Linked DNA regions of Mus musculus: region 2 is linked to region 1. The links are chromatin contacts, called in public HiChIP or PLAC-seq maps. All regions are on one chromosome and are shown on one strand. Each heading gives the region's core, a stretch centred on a gene start, on an enhancer-like site or on the middle of the called end of the contact. The rest is flanking DNA. Distances are from core to core; before and after follow the strand shown.

The links. HiChIP or PLAC-seq counts read pairs in DNA pulled down with a chosen protein or histone mark.
Region 2: a contact with region 1 is called in an H3K27ac HiChIP or PLAC-seq map of embryonic stem cells, with 12 read pairs. The contact joins the promoter of Ipo8 here to the enhancer-like site in region 1. A contact is called at or near these places in 9 of 484 Hi-C or Micro-C datasets (cumulus cells, embryonic stem cells, liver and 3 more), 6 of 115 datasets of contacts at active chromatin or transcription factors (embryonic stem cells and extraembryonic endoderm stem cells) and 3 of 9 other capture datasets (adipose tissue, liver and pancreatic islet).

What each region holds. Positions count from the first base shown.
Region 1 is chr6:148,991,421-148,994,416 of GRCm38.p6, reverse strand. Dennd5b (DENN/MADD domain containing 5B) reads left to right here. Exons shown (of 21, transcript NM_177192.3): 21 at 528-2,996. The coding sequence ends at 711. Among named protein-coding and RNA genes, the nearest start is that of Gm25539, 26 kb to the right of the region's middle. Within about 2 kb of position 1,481, at least 58 of the 459 cell types and tissues checked have an H3K27ac peak or open chromatin away from gene starts, as enhancers often do. A contact at or near this core is called in embryonic stem cells, extraembryonic endoderm stem cells and olfactory sensory neurons, where this site is marked.
Region 2 is chr6:148,829,829-148,832,868 of GRCm38.p6, reverse strand. Ipo8 (importin 8) reads left to right here and starts at 1,402. Exons shown (of 25, transcript NM_001081113.1): 1 at 1,402-1,705. The coding sequence starts at 1,622. 2610017A05Rik (a long non-coding RNA gene) reads right to left here and starts at 1,249. Exons shown (of 2, transcript XR_869626.1): 1 at 1,161-1,249; 2 at 1-4.

The DNA of each region.
Region 1 (2,996 bases), core at 232-2,731:
GCCAGGTTCAGCTACCTGTCCTGGTTAAGCCAAGTAAAAGAGCCTAATTAATAGTGAAAGCAAGAGCTGGAGAGATGGCTCAGCAGTTAAGAGCATTCACTGCTCTTAAGTTTAAAAAGCATAATGACGAGGGGCTGGTGAGATGGCTCAGTGGTTAAGAGCACTGACTGCTCTTCCAAAGGTCCTGAGTTCAGTTCCCTGCAACCATATGGTGGCTCACAACCATCTATAATGAGATCTGATTCCCTCTTCTGGTATGTCTGAAGACAGCTACAGTGTACTCATATAAATAAAATAAATCTTTAAGAAAAATAAAATGCATAGTGAGAAGCAGAAGAGAGATTTATTCCATGTGCCCATATTGGGAAGAGAGAGAGAAATATATACACCCAATCATCCTAGGGTTTTGAGGAACAGGATTGAATTGTATTGTTTCAACAGGCTGATAATTAAAGGGAAAGACACAAGGGGGAGCCAGTTACACTGTATCTGTTAGAGCTCAAGTCCTGTGTCTGTTTGGTCTGTAGGGATCACCTGCTTCCACAGTGGATTCCATTGCTAGCAGAATGTCCTGCCATCACCCGAATGTATGAAGAGAATGCACTGCTTCGAGACCACATGACTGTCAACTCCCTTATCCGAATTCTTCAGACCATTCAGGATTTCACCATAGTCTTGGAAGGATCACTAATCAAAGGAGTGGATGTGTAAAGCAGCCGGCAGAAACTCTTCATCTACCCCTGGCTCCTGAAGCTTCCGTAACTATGGGGACCTATCTGGACCGGTCTGACCATAGTGAGCACTGCCGGGGCAGTGCACTGGAAGCCCCAGTTTGAACAGTCTCCACTCTGCAGACAAGGCAAAGTGCTGTATTGTAGTTCATTTGAACCTGAAATTTAGTATAAAATAGAGTATTTTCATGTGTTAGAAGTGTGTAAATATGCTATCTTTAAGAAATTATATTACTCTAATAAGATACTTTTCTTAGATTGAATATCCCTGTGACTTAAAATAAGTAGTTTAAAAATGTTGGGGGTGGGGAAAGCGGTGCTAGTCAGGAAGAAGCCAGTAAATGTGTACATAGTGCAACCCAGGAAGGCTTCTTTTTCCCTCCAGGTCTCACAAAGGAACCAGAATGCTTTGTCCTGAAGCAGCCATCCCTCCTGGAGTCCCATCCTGTGTGTGGTGAATGTATACAGCTTTACATAGTGTACAGCAGTCCTCATTGTACCTTTTAAGTTATAAACCATTTAATACATTTGAATTATGAGTAATTTTTTTAGTTTTTGGGAACGTTTTTCATTGGCATAAGGAAAAGATAATTAAAGTATTTTAAATATCAGACCCCAGCAAGGCATAGTGGCGCACTCCCAGCACTAGGGAGGCAGGGGCAGGTGCATCTGAGTTGCAGACCAGACAGAGCTACATAGCAAGACCCTATCTCAACAGAGAGAGAGAGAGAGAGAGAGAGAGAGAGAGAGAGAGAGAGAGAGAGCGCAAATACCAGATCCCAAGAGCTTGGCTAATTGGAAAGCAAACACAAGAAGCCCTGAGAAGCATGGGACTTTAACTTCTTTACTTTTGAAAGATTAGCCTGGAGGCTTCGTTCTTGGAATTTTTATTACTGTTCTTTGATAGGGCTTTTGAGATAATGAATTTTAGTATCAATCATATAGCCATAACTGTAAGAAACAGTGTGACTTTTAACTTGGCCATCTAAACTCTTTAAGTGGAGCTAAACTACCAGCCCAGTCTTTGTTAGGTTCCAGCCACTCCCTCTGTCCGCCCCATCCCCCCTCTCAGGAAATAAAAGGAATGTGGGAGAAGGAGGAGGTCTCAGTGTGATTTGGAATGCTTTTGTGAAGGTATTTGTTGACCATGATAATGCAAATAACAGAAGCTGAGAGAAAGAATGAAGCCTTTCTGGGTGTTTCAGGGAAATGTAAAGCAATTGTCCCAGAGAAGTTAAAAGCCACTGTGGCAGACTGAGGAGTGAATTTGACTCAAGAGACAATTTAGGAACTCCTGAAACCTTTCTAGTTTGATAGCTTATTTATTTTTTTGTTAAGCAAATGTTAGCAACTACATAAATCTTTATCTTTTGGTGAGTAAGTTTCGGAACTCTAATTAGGCACCGATACCTTGTTAGTAGCAAAATTGCCTCGGCAGAGCTCCAGGTTTTATTCCCTGTTGTAGCTGAAAACCCAAGCCATGGCCTCTCAGGATCCGTGTGCAATCTCAGGGCCCTGGGCTCTTGCCAGCAGTGCTGTTTTCCTGTTTACTGGAGGAAGGGACTAATAGATCAAGTACCTCATGCCCTTTATCAGAAACTCTGAAGAAAAGGGTTGCTGAGGATACATTTACACACCCATGGAAAGAAAGGGCTTAGAACATGTCTCTAGATGACCTGTGTAACCCAGTGGTTTGTTTACTTAGAATAAGGGTGTTTATAGTAGAATGAGAGTATTCTAGAGACCAATCTACTTACTATAGGAAACATCCACAAATTAAGATACAGTCCATCCCAGGGTTTTATTGCTGTCTTTTCCCATGGGGCCATCCTGATGCTGAGCGCTTGGTGGACTTTTAAGTCAGTGTTCCACAGTTGAGTCCCAACAGCAAGTACAGCCTCTTCATTTTATAGGTGAAAATAGGACACTTCAAATCAAAGACTTTGTATTCTTGCCCTCTCCCCCTTGACAACACAAGGGTTAGAATTTATGCTTTTTACCACACCCGAGAGCATGAAACCAACCTCGGAGACATTCTTACTCAGGATCATTTCTTCTGTTGAATCTTCAGTCAACTGTACAGATAGGAAGCTATGTTTCTGTGATGCAGAATAATAAGGACTGAAGCTTGCCTTGCCGCGTTAGATTGTTTTGTTGTTGTTTGTGAAACAGGATCTCACTGTATATCCCTGGCTGGCCCTGGAACTTCATTTGTAGACCAGGCTCACCTGGAGAGATCTACCTCCTAAGTGAGGGATTCATGTG
Region 2 (3,040 bases), core at 153-2,652, 160 kb after region 1:
AATCCTGAAGAAATTGCCAGGTTCACCAGCAGAAGCTACTAGCTGCTGCAGGAACTTCACAAGCAGTTCTTGGACGAATTTTTCTCAGTGCTGGTGTTACCACAAGTTGAACGCAACAATAGAAGGCTCATAGAGTGTTAGCAAGGCAGAGCAAACCAACGCTCATTGCTTGTTTCCCACTGTCTTTGGGGGTCATATTTATACTCCTTCATCAAGCATCCTTTCACGTGTTTGCTATATCAAGACATCCTTTCACCTGTGTCTGCTAGAGGAAAAACTTTTTTCCTGTGTCTGCTCCAGCAAAATATCCTTTTACCTGTGTCTGCTTTAGCACTGACATCCACCTGTGTGCTCCTGCAAACCATCATTTGACATAACTTTCCAAAGAAACTAGATGTTTCCACTCAAAGGTCTATTAGAGTTGATATCATAAGTAAAGGAAATTGGGGGTGCAGGTAGCAAAGGTAACATTTCAAATTGAAAATGCATTTTTCATTCTGATGGCTGTGTGCATAATGGACTGAAATGGGCATTGCTGGAAGCAATCAGTCATATAGCATACATCCTGTCTCATTTTCTACACTGTTCTTAAATTTAATTGAACCAATACATCGTAATTATATGCTCCTTGGAGGATCACATCTCAGCAGCATTTGCCCACAATCATCTTTACTTTATGTTTTGTATGCTTTGCAGTTGTAGATGGAAACAGCATAACCCTTCTTGCCTTTCACAGTGAAAGTCTGGACATTTTGGGCACTTTTGGTCATATAGTTTCCTTGACTACTGCATTTTTGTGTTTTTACACTCTAAAGAGAAACACACACACACACACACACACACACACACATTTGATTATCTATTAGATTTTGAGTTTTCATACATACAAACCTGCATTAAATTTTATCTTGTTATTATAACATGGTGCCTGTCTGTAAACATTTTTAACAAATGTTCAAAGAATGAATGGCAGGATAAAGGGTGGCGCTCAAACATTAAAGGAAACCTCTTCTGTAAGCTACGTAAGTTCAGGATTCCAGTAAGTTTGTCTTGAAACAGCTCAGTTGTGATGTTCAGAGTTCTCGAACAAAAAGTACCACTCCCTTTAGATATGCCTAATTTGCAACAACTGTAAATAGATGCCAGGCCAATTAACTTACTTTGGTCACACCAGTGGGTGGACAAGCTAGGATTTCCGTACCGCATCATGGCGGCCGTCTGCGGGAGTCTGGTGTTTGGAACAAACTTGAGCGACTTCCTGTAGCAGCACCGCTGTGCAATGAATGCCGGCTCCTGAGACGAGCATCATGGCGTCTCTGGCGGGTGCTGGTCAGTGCAGCACGCCAGGGGAAGAGGCAGCCGTAAAGGAGTCTCCGTTTCCTCTTCCACCTCCCACCGGCTGTCGTAAAAGGTGAATGGAGAGAGAGTTGTCGGGGGGAAGGAGGGAGGACAGGGGGCGCGGAGTCAGAGTGGCGCAGCAAGTAGCTGCAGGCGGTGGTGGCAGCGGCAGGGGGTGGGGGTGAGGTGGTCCCCTGAGGTAGAGGGGGCCAAAAAGGGCCAGGAGACATCCCGGCTGCAACCCGGCCTGCTGGCTCTGGGACCCGAGCTCCCGCCCGCGGACATGGACCTCAATCGGATCATCCAGGCGCTGAAGGGCACTATCGACCCAAAGCTGAGAATTGCAGCTGAGACGGAGCTTAACCAGGTGAGCGAGGGGCTGCCCCTCTTTCTCTTTTTCCTACTCTTCTCCCTTCTCTCCCTCTCTCCTCCAACCCCAGCCTGAGACCAGGACCCCTGCGGAGCAACTGGAGCACCTGTTGGCTATCTGTCCTTTTCTTGGTGCACTTGCTCAGTTCTCTTGGACACATAGCACAAAGAAGCTACGAAACCATTGATAGTGGTCTTTGGGTGTGTTTTCTTTTCCTTTAATGCGCTTACGTGGAGACGCGGTGGGAAAATTCACCAAAGCTAAGCTAGCTTTTCTCCGGACCCGCCCTTTTCAGGTGTTGCTGTCGGAAACCCTGCCCCTCGCCTGCTTCTGGCGGTGGCAGTGTGGATCATGGCACAGTATTGCTGGAGCGCTGGGCAGCACTGTCCGAGAGAGTTCTAGGAAGGGCACGCGGTTTCCCCGTACCATTTCAAAGACTGGGCCGGCCAGTAATACAATATTTGAGGCATTTCTTTGGAATACTGAAATGTGTGTGACTTTGCTTTAGCTGCTTTCCATTTTTCTAAGCAGTCTAGACATTCATTGTTCCAGTGTTACTCTCGTCTTTTTTTTTTTTTTTTTTTTTTTTTTTTGTCCATACCATACTTCTCCCTCCTCCTCCTTTTTTTTCTTCCTTTCATTTCAGAGACAGGGTCTCACTGTGTAGTTCTGGTTAACCTGGAATTCTGTGTTAAACAGGCTGGTTTGGAACTCATAAATCTGCCTGTTGCTTCTGCCTCTGCCTCTAGTCTGCTGGGTTTAAAGGTGTGTGTTACCACATCTGGCCCAACCTTTCAGAATTGTAATATCACAAGCTCTGGTTCTGCTCATGTAAGAGGGACTATCATCCTCTTACTAAAATGTACAAATTAAAATTTCCTTACATGGCTTGACAATTGAGCTTGCTACAAGTGTGAAGGGATATTCCTTAATTAGTGGATCTTGAGGGGTTGCTAAGACCAGTGGCCTATGCTTCTCTGAAAACGGTTGGGTATGCAAATTATGGGCTTCATCCCTGATGTAAAGAACCTGAAAACCTGGGAATAGAAACAAGTTTGTGTTTTAAGTGGCTCCCCAGGCAATTCTGTGCCTCCTGAAGTATAAGGATTCTTCTTGGCCAGTGTGTTTGCCCTAGTAGAGGTTTGTTTTTGTTATAAAAGATGTTTTGAATCTTGAAAGAGAAATATTAACTGACAATCTGTGGTGTTTGAGGGACACGTGAATCCAGGATCCTCAAGAGGTAAGAACGAAAGTCGAGACCCTGTTAATATCTATCTGGCTCGGCTGTAGAGTGTTCAACCAAGAATTCCTGAGGCCTTACCTATGTGATTT